Regions from separate parts of the Mus musculus genome. Here all the other regions are linked to region 1. Evidence: chromatin contacts called from public HiChIP or PLAC-seq and promoter capture Hi-C data. All regions are on one chromosome and are shown on one strand. The core of a region is the stretch at or near the end of the contact, and the rest is flanking DNA. Distances in the headings are between cores, read along the strand shown. Region 1 holds the start of Nemf (nuclear export mediator factor). Region 2 has its middle 13 kb from the start of Gm46353. Region 3 has its middle 5.9 kb from the start of Gm46353. Region 4 has its middle 20 kb from the start of Gm31512.

Evidence for each region. Promoter capture Hi-C pulls out the DNA fragments that hold promoters and counts their contacts. HiChIP or PLAC-seq counts read pairs in DNA pulled down with a chosen protein or histone mark.
Region 2: an H3K4me3 HiChIP or PLAC-seq map of the 230-238 cell line shows a contact between it and region 1, with 39 read pairs. The contact joins the enhancer-like site here to the promoter of Nemf in region 1. A contact is called at or near these places in 13 of 39 promoter capture datasets (the 3T3-L1 cell line, the C10 cell line, the HPC-7 cell line and 8 more), 3 of 15 datasets of contacts at CTCF or cohesin (CD8 T cells, the NIH/3T3 cell line and large pre-B cells), 20 of 484 Hi-C or Micro-C datasets (the C2C12 cell line, CD4 T cells, the HPC-7 cell line and 14 more), 37 of 115 datasets of contacts at active chromatin or transcription factors (the 230-238 cell line, CD8 T cells, the HPC-7 cell line and 28 more) and 4 of 9 other capture datasets (adipose tissue, liver, macrophages and 1 more).
Region 3: a promoter capture Hi-C map of pre-B cells shows a contact between it and region 1. The contact joins the enhancer-like site here to the promoter of Nemf in region 1. A contact is called at or near these places in 13 of 39 promoter capture datasets (the C10 cell line, the HPC-7 cell line, cranial neural crest and 9 more), 2 of 15 datasets of contacts at CTCF or cohesin (the NIH/3T3 cell line and large pre-B cells), 8 of 484 Hi-C or Micro-C datasets (B cells, ECoMG myeloid progenitors, bone marrow-derived macrophages and 4 more), 30 of 115 datasets of contacts at active chromatin or transcription factors (the 230-238 cell line, the HPC-7 cell line, the SCID.adh cell line and 22 more) and 5 of 9 other capture datasets (adipose tissue, embryonic stem cells, liver and 2 more).
Region 4: a contact with region 1 is called in an H3K4me3 HiChIP or PLAC-seq map of bone marrow-derived macrophages, with 6 times the contacts expected there. The contact joins the enhancer-like site here to the promoter of Nemf in region 1. A contact is called at or near these places in 6 of 39 promoter capture datasets (the C10 cell line, the HPC-7 cell line, cranial neural crest and 3 more), 2 of 15 datasets of contacts at CTCF or cohesin (large pre-B cells and pro-B cells), 28 of 484 Hi-C or Micro-C datasets (the 3T3-L1 cell line, B cells, CD4 T cells and 18 more), 23 of 115 datasets of contacts at active chromatin or transcription factors (the 230-238 cell line, CD8 T cells, the HPC-7 cell line and 20 more) and 4 of 9 other capture datasets (adipose tissue, liver, macrophages and 1 more).

What each region holds. Positions count from the first base shown.
Region 1 is chr12:69,355,901-69,359,020 of GRCm38.p6, forward strand. It overlaps Nemf (nuclear export mediator factor), which reads right to left and starts at 1,276. Exons shown (of 33, transcript NM_025441.3): 1 at 1,151-1,276; 2 at 379-447; 3 at 130-232. The coding sequence starts at 1,209.
Region 2 is chr12:69,536,720-69,539,535 of GRCm38.p6, forward strand. No RefSeq gene overlaps it. Among named protein-coding and RNA genes, the nearest start is that of Gm46353, 13 kb to the right of the region's middle. Within about 2 kb of position 1,507, at least 346 of the 459 cell types and tissues checked have an H3K27ac peak or open chromatin away from gene starts, as enhancers often do. A contact at or near this core is called in the 230-238 cell line, the C2C12 cell line, CD8 T cells and 37 more, where this site is marked.
Region 3 is chr12:69,555,161-69,558,115 of GRCm38.p6, forward strand. No RefSeq gene overlaps it. Among named protein-coding and RNA genes, the nearest start is that of Gm46353, 5.9 kb to the left of the region's middle. Within about 2 kb of position 1,526, at least 65 of the 459 cell types and tissues checked have an H3K27ac peak or open chromatin away from gene starts, as enhancers often do. A contact at or near this core is called in extraembryonic endoderm stem cells, intestinal villus epithelium and pre-B cells, where this site is marked.
Region 4 is chr12:69,515,189-69,518,372 of GRCm38.p6, forward strand. No RefSeq gene overlaps it. Among named protein-coding and RNA genes, the nearest start is that of Gm31512, 20 kb to the left of the region's middle. Within about 2 kb of position 1,448, at least 155 of the 459 cell types and tissues checked have an H3K27ac peak or open chromatin away from gene starts, as enhancers often do. A contact at or near this core is called in B cells, CD8 T cells, the HPC-7 cell line and 19 more, where this site is marked.

The DNA.
Region 1 (3,120 bases), core at 26-2,525:
AGAGCCCCAAGTTGTACCTGTTTGTTGTTTCCACCTACACAGACACACACACACACACACATACATACATACATGATAAATAGATAGATAAATGGAGTTTTAAAAATTAGCTCCAAACTTAAAATTTACCTTCATGGCAAAACTCGACGGCATCATGTTCTTAGGCCACTCAAATTCTGTTGTATGAATACGTATACCAGACTCAAGTAACAGTGTAGCTTTAAAATCAGGTCTGTTCAAGAGAAAGCCAAATTTTTCTTTAGGGAATTTGCCAAAACTTATTCTCTGAATTTAAAAAAACAAAACCTAAAATGCAGGATATATATATATATATATATATCATAATTTACCAAAAACAATCTTATAAAATATTCTTACTTTTGAAGCCGAATAAGATATGTCTTGTTATCCACATCATAAACGTTGTTTACTCTCATTCCTAGCAAGCTGAAAAAAAAAGAAACATATAACAAATCATTGTTCTTGGTTGAAGCAAAACTTTCCATCATTTATTGGTGTTGTGGAAAAGGAACTCTTCCGCTAAGATACCTCCACCGCCTATAAAGGTATCCTCAAATTAAATGTAGACTTTTAAGCACAAAAGTGGCCTGTTGATCTCAGTAACACCAGACTACTAGTGCTGGGGTGGGGTGGGGGGTGTAAATACAGTAAAATTAAGTCTAAATGACTTATTCGGAGCGGAGGAAGTAGCCGAGTCCCCGAAAATGCGACAAAGCTCACACAGCTGAATAGGCGACAAGTCCAGGACACAGGTCCAAATCTGCCCATTTCAGCTGGAAGGCCCTGCTACTTCTCTTTGGGAAGAAGGACGGGAATTCTGAAGAAGCCAGGCCGCCAGTCTGGAGCAAAGACGATCACTCCCGTTCTACCAAACGCTCGCTGCGGGACTCAGGCCACCCCGGCAAGACCTCTCGGAATCAGCGCCAGGGAGATGCAGCATCAGGCACGGTCCCCGGGGGGGGGGGGGGGGGGGGTGTCTCCCGGGGGCACCGGCCCCGGGCTCGGCCCCCAGGCCTAGAGAATCCCCGAGGCACCGGGACGACCGTGAGGCTCTCCGTCTCGCGACCACCCGGTGCCCGGCCTCCGCTCCCTCTGCTGTGAACGAGCCTGTCCACTCCCACCACCATACCTCGCATTCAGTTCCGCGAGCACTGCGCGGAGGTCAACCGTGCTGAACCGGCTCTTCATGGCTAGGCTGCGTGTCGCTACCGCAGTCCTTTCAGGGACTGAGCCGACGCAGGACCACTATGCTTCTGCGCATGAGCGCTTGGCTTGTGTCTACGGCAACCCAAATGACCCAATATTACTTATAGTGAAAGTGCGCTATTTAACCGAAGTTTGTTGTCAAATCATGATCAATTATTTTTTTCACTGTGTAAAAAAAACTCGACATAGAACTAACTACCTTCTCGAAACTGCGTCCTTTCCTTGAACAATGACCGGGTTAATCCCGTCCCCTTGTTTGGGGATTAAAATGGGTCTCCATTAGGATCCTGTAGGTCATTAACCATTAATCAGTTGCCCCAGGAAGGCGCTATCGCTCAGGATGGAAGAGCAAGGGGTCTTTCTAAACGCGAATTTGAGACTAGACAAAAACCAACGGTTGGTTTTCCCTGACTCTGACAAGCCGTAGAGATGGGTTCCTATTTTGCTGGGTACTACTCTCCGAAATAGGATTCTGCGGCATACTGTAGAATTCTCATTCAAGTTGAATGGGGTGGGGTTCTATATAGCCCGAGTTTCATAAATTCTTGGCACCTCAAATACTCAAAAATTCACTAAGTAAAGATGTCAGATAAAAATAAAGTAAGAGTTCCCATGGGAGAAGGAGAAAAAGTTCTCCTCCCACACCCCAGCGTTCTCTAAACTGCTTCAAGTTCTGCATGCTACCAATTCATACATAAATTATTCAGGGTTCAAATATACGATAGTTAATTCGTCTAAATTTTTCTTTTTAAAAGTTCTAATGTTAGTAATAAACAAATCTAAAACTAAGAACAAAAATCTACTAGTTTTGGACAGTGGAAGGTGTGTGTGTGTGGGGGGGTGGTTGTCATGGTCATTTTTGATACAGGGTCTTTCTATGTAGCCCAGGACACCTTAGAACTCTGAATTTTCTTGTCTCTGCCTTTTTGAGTGCTGAAATTACCAACACATTTAGAAACTGGAGGAATTTTAAAATCAGTGAAACATGTATTTAAAAGTTTAAAGTCATTAGCATTCACATCGCTATAAGTTCTTAGAATGGGTGACCAAAAAAGCAAAAGAAAGCAGGGAAAGTGTCAAATTTGTATATCTAAAAACATAAGGATTTTTGTAATTACTCTGCTTTTGAGACAGGGCATGCTATATAGTCAAGGTTAGTCTAAACTCACCCTATAAGCCAGGCTGTCCTCAGTCTCCCTCTGATTCCAGCCTCATTGGTATTGGAATTGCAGGTACATACTATCATGCCCAGATAGATCATAAACCTTTAATGTTGGCAAATGTGTTAATCTAGTTTCTATTGTTGTAACAAAATACCAACAGTTAAACAATGTACAAAGTTCACAGTTTTAGCAGCTGGAACTCTGAAACTGAGTAGCCACATCTATTTCAATCTAACAAGGGCAGCCCCCCTGCTACATTCCAGCATCTTGAGGGAAGCACATGGAAAGAGAGGGGGCAGTTCCGAGGTGAGACGGAAGCAGCAGGGGTGCACGCGCCAGGCTTCTTCTTATGATAGCTTCTTCATGAGTGAAACTGGTTTCTCTCAAGAACAATAGCATTTCTGATTTTTAAAGGCTTTCACCGCTACACCTGGCACCAAGCTTCCAGCACTCGAAAGGGATCTAAAACACAGCATTTTGTAGTAAGCATCAGTTTTTTATTCTATCCTAAATACAAGTAGAAGGCTAAATGTACAGCCAAAACATATACAGAGTCTTGGACATGGGGAAATTGATAGAAAATTGTAGGATATTTAAAATCAAAGTACAACCATGTTTCAGAAGAGAGCAACAGATCTGAATCTTTTTCAGCTCTTATCAGTCTTCCTCTGAGTCAAGTGTGGAGCTCTGGGGCTCATGGAGCTTCAGTGCTTCTGTAAATGGTTTCTAT
Region 2 (2,816 bases), core at 257-2,756, 180 kb after region 1:
AGCGATCTCAGCACGACCTCCCTCTCTGCTGCAAGTGATTTTTCTACACAGCACGTGGTACTTGGCCAAAGCTACCCTGAATTTCTAGTCTTCCAGCTGGCATTTATAGAAGATAGGAGTGCCTAACCCTGCTGGCACTTGGAAAACAAAATCCCAGGGAAGGGCTCTGATGAACTCAAATGAGGTCCTGTGTTTACCCTAGAATCAGAAAGGGATGGGGGGTGGAGGTCAAGCTATGGTATAACTATGCCTTTCAGAAGGTAAAGAGGGATTTGGGAGCCTCCTGTAACCCAGGACAACAGCAGGGAGAGGCAGTTTTAGCCAGGGAGGGCCAGGTGGTCAGGAGCTGCAGATTCGTGGATGCACCGTTTTCAAACAGAGCGAGTAGGAGGAGGTGAGGCCATTCATTGATGGGAAAGGCAACCCAGCCAGTGTGGGTGTTTGTTTTGAACTTGGTGAATTTAGAATCTTTGGGGACATAATTGTAGAAGAAAGATCACACTGGTCGCTGACACTGGTCGCCGAGGATACAATTCTGCCGGTCAGAAAACCGTGGGCAGACTCAGCTACTGGAGGAAGACCGAGTGTGCCTCCCAAGGTTCCTGGCAAAAACTGTAGAAGGTGCCACCACATTGAGCTGCCTAGCAGCAGAGTCCTCCGGTGTCACCAGGCCACTGGTGAGAGACAGCCTGGCTAATTATGAATGCAATGCGGAGAAGCCAGAGTTAGTAAACCTGCCTGCATCCACATTTCTGTAGAATGCCTGCACTTCCCGTGACTCAGCGAGGGCTCCTCCTGTGGCTTGTTCCAAAGCACACTGGGAGTTGTTGGGCAAATATTTGAACAGCCTTTCGATCTGAAACCCGAGTAGCTGAGCCCTTCAGCTTCAGAGCCTGCAACTCCTTGCTGCCACTAGCTCTTTCTGTCCCTGCTACAGCCAACCCCTGCGGCAGCAGGAACCACTGAGCAACTAATCCCAAACTGGATTTTCCACCAAAAAAAAAATGTCACCAATGATGGAGGAGAGGAAAGATGACCAAAAGTCCAGGGCACCTTGCTCCCACTCAGAGGGCTCGCTTTATCTCTCATGGTCGGGTTACATGCTCATTTCGCGTTCAGCGGGAACTGAGTGTGTGATTAATCTCTTGATCAGGAGTGAGTCAGGCATGGGTGTGAATCCACAAAGTGCTAATTACAAACGTGCTTCCTTCCTGGGAGCCAGTAAGAGAAAGTTAGTAAGGCAAGAGAGAAGTGCTGGGCGGGTCCCTGAGCAGGGACCCAGAAAGACCCCTCCACTCCAGTTCCCCTCCGATCAGGCAGGGCAGAGGCGCTGCGGGTGCGGAATGAGAGACCCTGGCTTCTCTATGAGCTGCACATCTAAAATAAGACTCCACGGGAGACTCTGGGAATTTCCTGTACTTTTTAACTCTCAATGTCCTATTTATAAAGCTTAGTCACTGCAGTTGTTTCGCAGTTACTCCGCGGCGTGTAGAGACAGGTCATAACAGGAAACAGGCTCACAGGAGGCTCTCTCTCAACCGCTGGCTTTGGGGGAATCTGGGTCCGGTCTCCACTTGACAAGCTCAAGGGACTTAACTGGACTGGGTAGCTCTCTAATCTTTCCACTGGCCAGCCACACCCGGCTCTTACATATTCCCGAGGAGGGTCTGGCCTCTTCAAGGGCTTCTTACAGACACTGTGAGGCCCAGCTTCTTGGGAGACCCCCAGGCCCTGGCACAGAGTATGGTCTGAAGGCATCTTTTGCTTCCTGCAGCAAGAACAGACCTGCCCAAGCGTCTCTGCTCGTCCCTGTCTGCATAAAAAGGGCAGGTTCTCCCAGAAGGTTCCAGGCTCCATTGCCTATGTGCAGAAATTGTTAAAAACAATTAAGAGGCAAAGGAGGGGAGAAGAGGGAATGAGCTGAATCCAGCAAAGCTCAGCCAAATGTTTTGCTCCTGTTTCAACCCTGGGCAGAGCCACAAGAGAGAACAAAGCCCTGTTCACTTCCCCATTTCACAGCCACTAAGCTAGCCTCTGAAATCAGGCTCTCTCATCAGGGCTAGTAAACTAACTCCTGTCCCCAGTGTCCCCAGACACTACAGGGCAGAGGTAGCCCCATTTGTTGTTCTTCATGGGGGGCATGGAGTCTTCCCAACCAGAGCCAGCTTACTTCGTAGCTGTAGTTTCTCATAAAGCAAGATGACCAATAGGTGGGCTAAGGCTCTCAACCAACTTTTCTTGGGAGCCGGTACTGGCTTAGCCCTGACTTCTGAGGCTCTGAAGCAAAGAAGGTTTAGATTTGGAGATGTTCCTTGGCTTGAGACATTTTGGGTCACAGTCCCAATAGTGTGGTGGTTTCTGATGGAGCTGGGCCTCTCTTAGCTCTGGGTGTGCAACAGTCAGAACCCAAGATGGTGTCGTGTGCCAGGGTTCCTCCATGTCTTACACTAGAGGTGCAATGGCCCAAGGACTTCTTTGGATGGCATTCCTGGACCGGGGTGGTCTGGTCCATTCTCTGGAATCTCAGGCTCTTTTACCATCTGCTGCCTCTCAAGTCCCCAGGCTGACCACTGACCAAGCCTCCTATTCCGTTCTCTTTCTTCTGGCTTCTTCCTCTCTCTGTTTCTCTGCCTCTTTCCGTTCACAGGCCTTTACACCCCCTTTTTCTCCATCTCTGCATTTGCTGGCCTGACAGTAAGTCTCCAAAAGCCACATGGAACCCATATCTCAGCATCCAGAGGCCTAGAGATTTTCCACCTCCCAATGAGTCACACTTCCCTGAGCTCCCACCACCAACCACAACAGAGGCTGGGGGG
Region 3 (2,955 bases), core at 276-2,775, 200 kb after region 1:
GGCATGAAAAAGTACCAGAGCTGGGTTCTCAAAAGTTACAAGGAAGTTCAGTTATAGATTAACAGTTAAAGATCAAGGCTGAATAGCACTGGGACAGGGGCCGAACAGGATATCGGTGGTCAAGCACCTGGGCCCCGGCTCAGGGCCAAGAACAGATGGTTCTCAGATAAAGCGGAACCAGCAACAGACACAGAAGCCCCGATAGACGTCAGTGTTAGCAGAACTAGCTTCACTGATTTAGAAAAATAGAGGTGCACAGTGCTCTGGTCACTCCTTGAACCTGTGTGTCTGCCAATGTTCTGACCAGATATGTGCCCATTGCTGAACCTTCATTAGACTCTTTCCTTGTACCCCTCCCCTACCCATTTCTTGAAAATAGACATTGTTTAGATCTAAAAAGTCCCACCTCAGTTTCCCCAAATGACCGGGAAGTACCCCAAACCTTATTCGAACTAACCAACCAGCTCGCTTCTCGCTTCTGTAACCGCGCTTTTTGCTCCCCAGCCCTAGCCCTATAAAAAGGGTAAAAACTCCACACTCGGCGCGCCAGTCCTCCGATAGACTGAGTCGCCCGGGTACCCGTGTTCCCAATAAAGCCTCTTGCTGTTTACATCCGAATCGTGGACTCGCTGATCCTTGGGAGGGTCTCCTCAGATTGATTGACTGCCCACCAGGGGGGTCTTTCAAGACCAGGCTGGCCTTGAACTCAGAAATCTGCCTGCCTTTGCCTCCCAAGTGCTGGGATCAAAGGTGTGTGCCACCACTGTCCAGCTTAAGGATTCAATTTCTAAACAAGGTCATGCTTACAGTTTCACTTCAGGAATCAGGACTTAAACATCAGCTCCACCATTGTCAGCTGCCTCTGCCCATGGGCTTGGAAGACCGAGCAGAAAATCGGGGGTCTTTCAGCGTCTCTGGGCCACACTGCTCTAAGAACAGTCTTATGTCACGCATTAAAATCCCGTGTGTCCCATATAGCCCACAGTGTAGACTGTCTTCACAGAATTCTGTCAGAGCAATCTCTCTCCTTTTGCTCTTTTAAGCCTGGGAATCTCTGTGCTGTTTGACTTAGTGGGGGAGGGGACAAGGATCAGGAATTATGTGACCTGCCCACACTCCTGGAACTTCAAGTCCTGGAGGCTGGAGGAGGCAGGAATCCAGCCTGGACTCTGCAGCATACCACACCAATCAGGACCTTTGATCTGTTTATGCCAGCACCCCACGAATCCAGGCCTACTGTTTTCTCCACGGTCTGCTCCCTCAGCCTGCCAGCTAGCCTGTCTACTCTTTGTGTTCCAGTTTGCTTGCGTTCAACTTCATGTTTCCTTTATTTCTCCCATGGGGCCTAGTTTAGAGCCAAGCTTGGGTAGACCGCTGGGCACATTTTGTTGATAGAGTAACCTGGGTCTGACTCAATAGGAGATTCAGTTTCTAGCATGGAAGCAGGAGTTTTAACAAGGCCGGGCATCCACTGCCAATATGTGCTGTGAAAGGACACAGTAAAGTCATACCACATGTGGACAAGTTAATAATGTGGTTGAGTTTGTGCCGTCCTTGGAAATAAAGGGCAAGGCCAGAACTTACATCATGGTGAGTTCAGGGCTAATCTGCAAAGCTTGTCACAGCTGACAGCTTTAATTTTCTCCTGCTATGTCTGCAGCCAGCAGTGTTTCTCCACCACTATATGACTTAGCACTAATTAAGCCCTCCAGCCTATGTGGGAATCTGTGAAATGCATGAAGCAGAGGAACAGCTGAAATCTCAAAAGGCTTGGGTGGAGAAGTCGCTTTAGCTTATGCTGAGCCTAGAACACACACCCCGAGATGCATTTAGAGGGAAGGTGGCTTTTGTAAGGCTGAGTTCTACTTGTTTATCTGAAACAGCATGGAGAGACAGCTCAATGGTTAAGATTAGAGGTTCAATTCCCAGCACCTACGTGGCAGCTCACAACCATCTGTAACTCCCGTTCCAGAGAATTTGATGTCCTCTTCTGGCCTCCACAGGCACGAGGGGCTGGAGTGCTAGCTGGTGCTGATAAATACAGAAAATGCCTTACATGGTGACCATCTCCGAGGCCCCGGCAGGAAAAGGTCACATGATTTTCTCCTTCTCTGTCATGAACATGTCAACCCAAGGAAATCAGATTTCATACTCCCTCTCACCACAGTTTAAAACATTTTAATTGGTTTGTACATTCATTCAGTAGATTTGTTATCTTCTGACTTCCCGGTCAATGGTGGTTTGAATAAGAACAGCCTCCAGCTGGGCAGTGGTGGCTCACACCTTTAATCCCAGCACTTGGGAGGCAGAGGCAGGCGAATTTCTGAGTTCAAGGCCAGCCTGGTCTACAGAGTCAGTTCCAGAACAGCCAGGGCTACACAGAGAAACCCTGTCTCAAAAAACCAAAACAACAACAACAACAAAAAACCCAGCCTACATATGTCATAGATTTGAATGCTTAGCCATCAGGGAGTGGCACTACTTAGAAAGATTAGGAGGTGCAGCCTTGTTGGAAGAAGTGTCCCTGGGTTTAAGGTTTCAGGTACTCAAGCCAAGCCTAGTGTCACTCTCTCTACTGCCTGTGGATCCAGATGTCAGACTCTCAGCGTCCTCTCCAGCACCATGTCTGCCTGTGTGCTAGTATGCTTCCCATGATGATGATGATGGACTAAGCCTTTAAGACTGTAAACCAGCCCCAATTAAATGCTTTCCTTTATAAGAACTGCCATGGTGCCTCTTCATAGCAATGAAAACCCTAAGGCACTGTCAGACCACACAGCAAAGCTATATGCTATGTGAAGATCTGGTCAGATAGGAAGGTAGCAAGATCCAGTACCTAGTATCCAGAATTCTCCTGGAGAGAGGCTGTGCAGCCTCTTGTACCATCCTTTGCACAGATGAATTAAAAATCTAAAGTACAAATATTCCCTGACAATTCCCTTATAAATAACAACA
Region 4 (3,184 bases), core at 198-2,697, 160 kb after region 1:
AAGAGGTCCGTGAGGTAGAGGCAGTTTTCGTCCTTTCCTGACGTTATCTTAGAATCAGCATTCTTTCTGAGGAGAAGCCAGTGGATTCCAATCCCGCCCGGTCTGTGACAGGAAGTGACCTTCTCTGCCTGTTTCTGAAGGACACCGAGAGAGCACAGACTCCTGAAGCAGCAAGCCCTTTTGCTTATGGAAAAGCTTGGGTAATGCTGTCACTGTGGCAAGCCAGGGCTGAGGGAAACTGCTCGATAATCTGGCCTCCGTCTAATCCCTCCTGAAAGAGCTGTGTTAGGCCTCAAATGGCTTCTCCAGGCTAGTGATCCCCTCTACTTCTGGGATCGTTTCCAAACGTCACAAGAGGCTGAAAAGGAAGCAAGTTATCTTCATCCAAAGGAAAAATACGACTGGTTGGCTACAGGCCCTCTACTCTATGGACCGGTCTAGAGGAACAGGTGCTTTTAGAACCAGACCTTTAGGCCTGGGGAAACATGGTTCTTGGAGGGCTGCAGAGCAGGCCAAGAACCAGTCTGTGCTACAACCATTTCTCCATAAATTGGTACTTGGAGACCCTGGCCTAAAGAGGCCATTACAGATAGTTGCACTGAGTCTGCATGGGAAAGGCCTCCACAGTGTCTTGGCACCACCCTGCCATGACAAGGGTAAGCCTGTGGGAAGACATCAGTGAGAGGATGGGGAGCTAGGAGAACTAGTTAGAGGCTCTGAGGGTAGGAGTGGGGATGGCTCAGCTGCCTGCTACCCTTCAGTCCTGAGAGAATCAGAAATGGATGCCTGGGTATGTACTGGAAGGCTAGCCCTCTGCTCTTTTCTCCCCCATCAGCCACACACACTCCCACCACCCTGGGCAGAAGACCCTAGGGCCACACCCAGGACAGTGCTAACCACACCACTGGAGCACTCCTCTGGGGACCCAGACTCTGGGGACCCAGGGTAACAATGGACTTTTGTTTCTCAGCCTATAAAGGAAGCCCTTCTATGGGTGTCACAGTGTAATCCTAGGTATAGTCTCCAAGTTCATGGTGTCCTAGGTATACACTTTCCAAGTTCATGGTGTTTGAACACATTTCCTGGATTGAGTAACCCAGGCTGGCTTAGAATTCCCTATGTAGTCAAAGATCCAAAGATGACCAGGAACTCTCTGTCCTCTTGCATCTACCTCCCAAGCACGGGGATCGCAGGCGTTTACCACCGCATCCACTTAAGCACTTCTCCTTATAAGGCTGATTGATAAAAGCTGTGTCAAAGGTCCAAGGCCACTGCAGAGAAGAGCTTATCATCTTACAAGACCTCACGTTGGAAAGAGTCATTGGCCCAGAAGCAGTGACCCCTATGCCACGATCATGCACCTAGGAACTCCACTGAGATGGTCCAGCCCCAACCAGAAGGCACCATGGTAACGGGAGGAAAGAGAGATGCTTGCTACACCACACTTCTGTCTGCGTTTACCATCTCATCTGAGGCCAACGACACTGGAGCCCTTCCCTGAGCTGTACCCTGGCTCTGTAAGCCACTTCCTGTTTCTTTTTCTAGGTTATAAATGCTAGATTTAGTGTGAGTCACTCAGTCAAGAGGTCCAGAGTCTGAGGCTGCCTCTTGGGGAAGGCAGTGGAGGTGGGGACTGGGTAGGCCGACACATAAGAAAACACACACACACACACACACACACACACACACACACACACACACACACACTACCTATAGGAATGCTGTGGCTTGGTTCTCAGAGGTCCTTGGACAAATATACTTTTTGAAGAATTCTTTTGCTCACCTCCCTGGAAACATTGCTTTGCAAGGGGCCAGCCCTAACTGATCATCAGGCAACAGTTGGGAGTCCAGTACAGATGTAGACAAGAGGCCATTCAAAAGCATTATCTTCGAATAACTATGCTTCAGTCTCAAAACAAGGAGGAAACCACAGGTCAGACATGAGCCAGCGTTCATCAACCTGGTGCACGCGAAGGAACAGCTCTTACACAGTTCTATGGCTTCTGTTACAATTTCTCAGTTCTTGCTGATTTCGCTATGCTAATGCTCTGCCGAGACACTAAACGCCAAAGGACAAGACACTGGGAGATTTGGTCAAAGCCAATGTACCAAGTCAACCCTGGGATGCTATTTTCACCTTTTAGTTCTATTCCCTGGAGTCTGTCCCCACCCGTGCCCCCAAATCAAACTTGTCTTTTAAGCTAGGACAGTTTGGTGACCTTGCATTCAGAGGTGATTTGGGGCACAGAGCTTGGGGCTGGATCCTGGAAAAGGTGGCCCATTTTGCACACGACACTTGTTCTGCAGGAAGAATTAGAAGGGGGTAAGGGAAACAGAGTTGAATGCAGTAACTTGGTGGCTGTTCTGAAAGGAGTCAGGCATATGAGTCCTACTGTCTGTTGTCTAGTGACAACCCTTCTGAGATCAGAAACAGGCACACTGCATCTGTGCAGAGGAGCCATGACTTCCCATGCAATCTATAGAAAAAAGACACAAACAACGTGCCATCCTCCTAATTGTTAAAGACGCAGAGAAAGGAATTTGCAGACACTATTAAATCCTTATCTTATGCCCCATTGACTCAGGGGTGTTTGTTTTAACAGTTAGCCTATCCCAGCTGATGGAGGATCAAAGTCCTTAAAAGGTCATAGGTTTTACCCATTATTTGGAATATATCCAGAAAATGATGCTGGTTGCTGCCATACAATAATATCAACGAAACACCATCCCCTAGACAAATAGGCAATATTATTCTCCAACAATAGAAGATTCAGGAAATAAATTATAACTTTGCATTTAGTATTATTGAAATGTATTTACTGAGGTAAAAAAACAAAAACAAAAAAAACAAAAAAAAAAAACAAAAAACAAACAAACAAAAAAAAACATGATGCAGAGTTACTTGAAGAAGAGGGGGGAAAATGGAAGGCATATTTCTGTCACTGTGGTGAAACACAGGCTAAACACTCCCTGAGGGAGGAGAGCCTTTACTTGACTTACACTTGCAACCAGTCCATCTCGGGAAGAAAGTCAGAGCATGGGCTCAAGGCAAGATTGCTGCTTCCTGTCTTATTACCAGACTTCAAGATTGGACTTGCTATCCCTGGTGTGGGTAAGTGATGCGCCTCTGGGTTCAATCCCACCATCATAAGCTAAACGTCTGCTTTCTAGTCTCAGCTAGGAA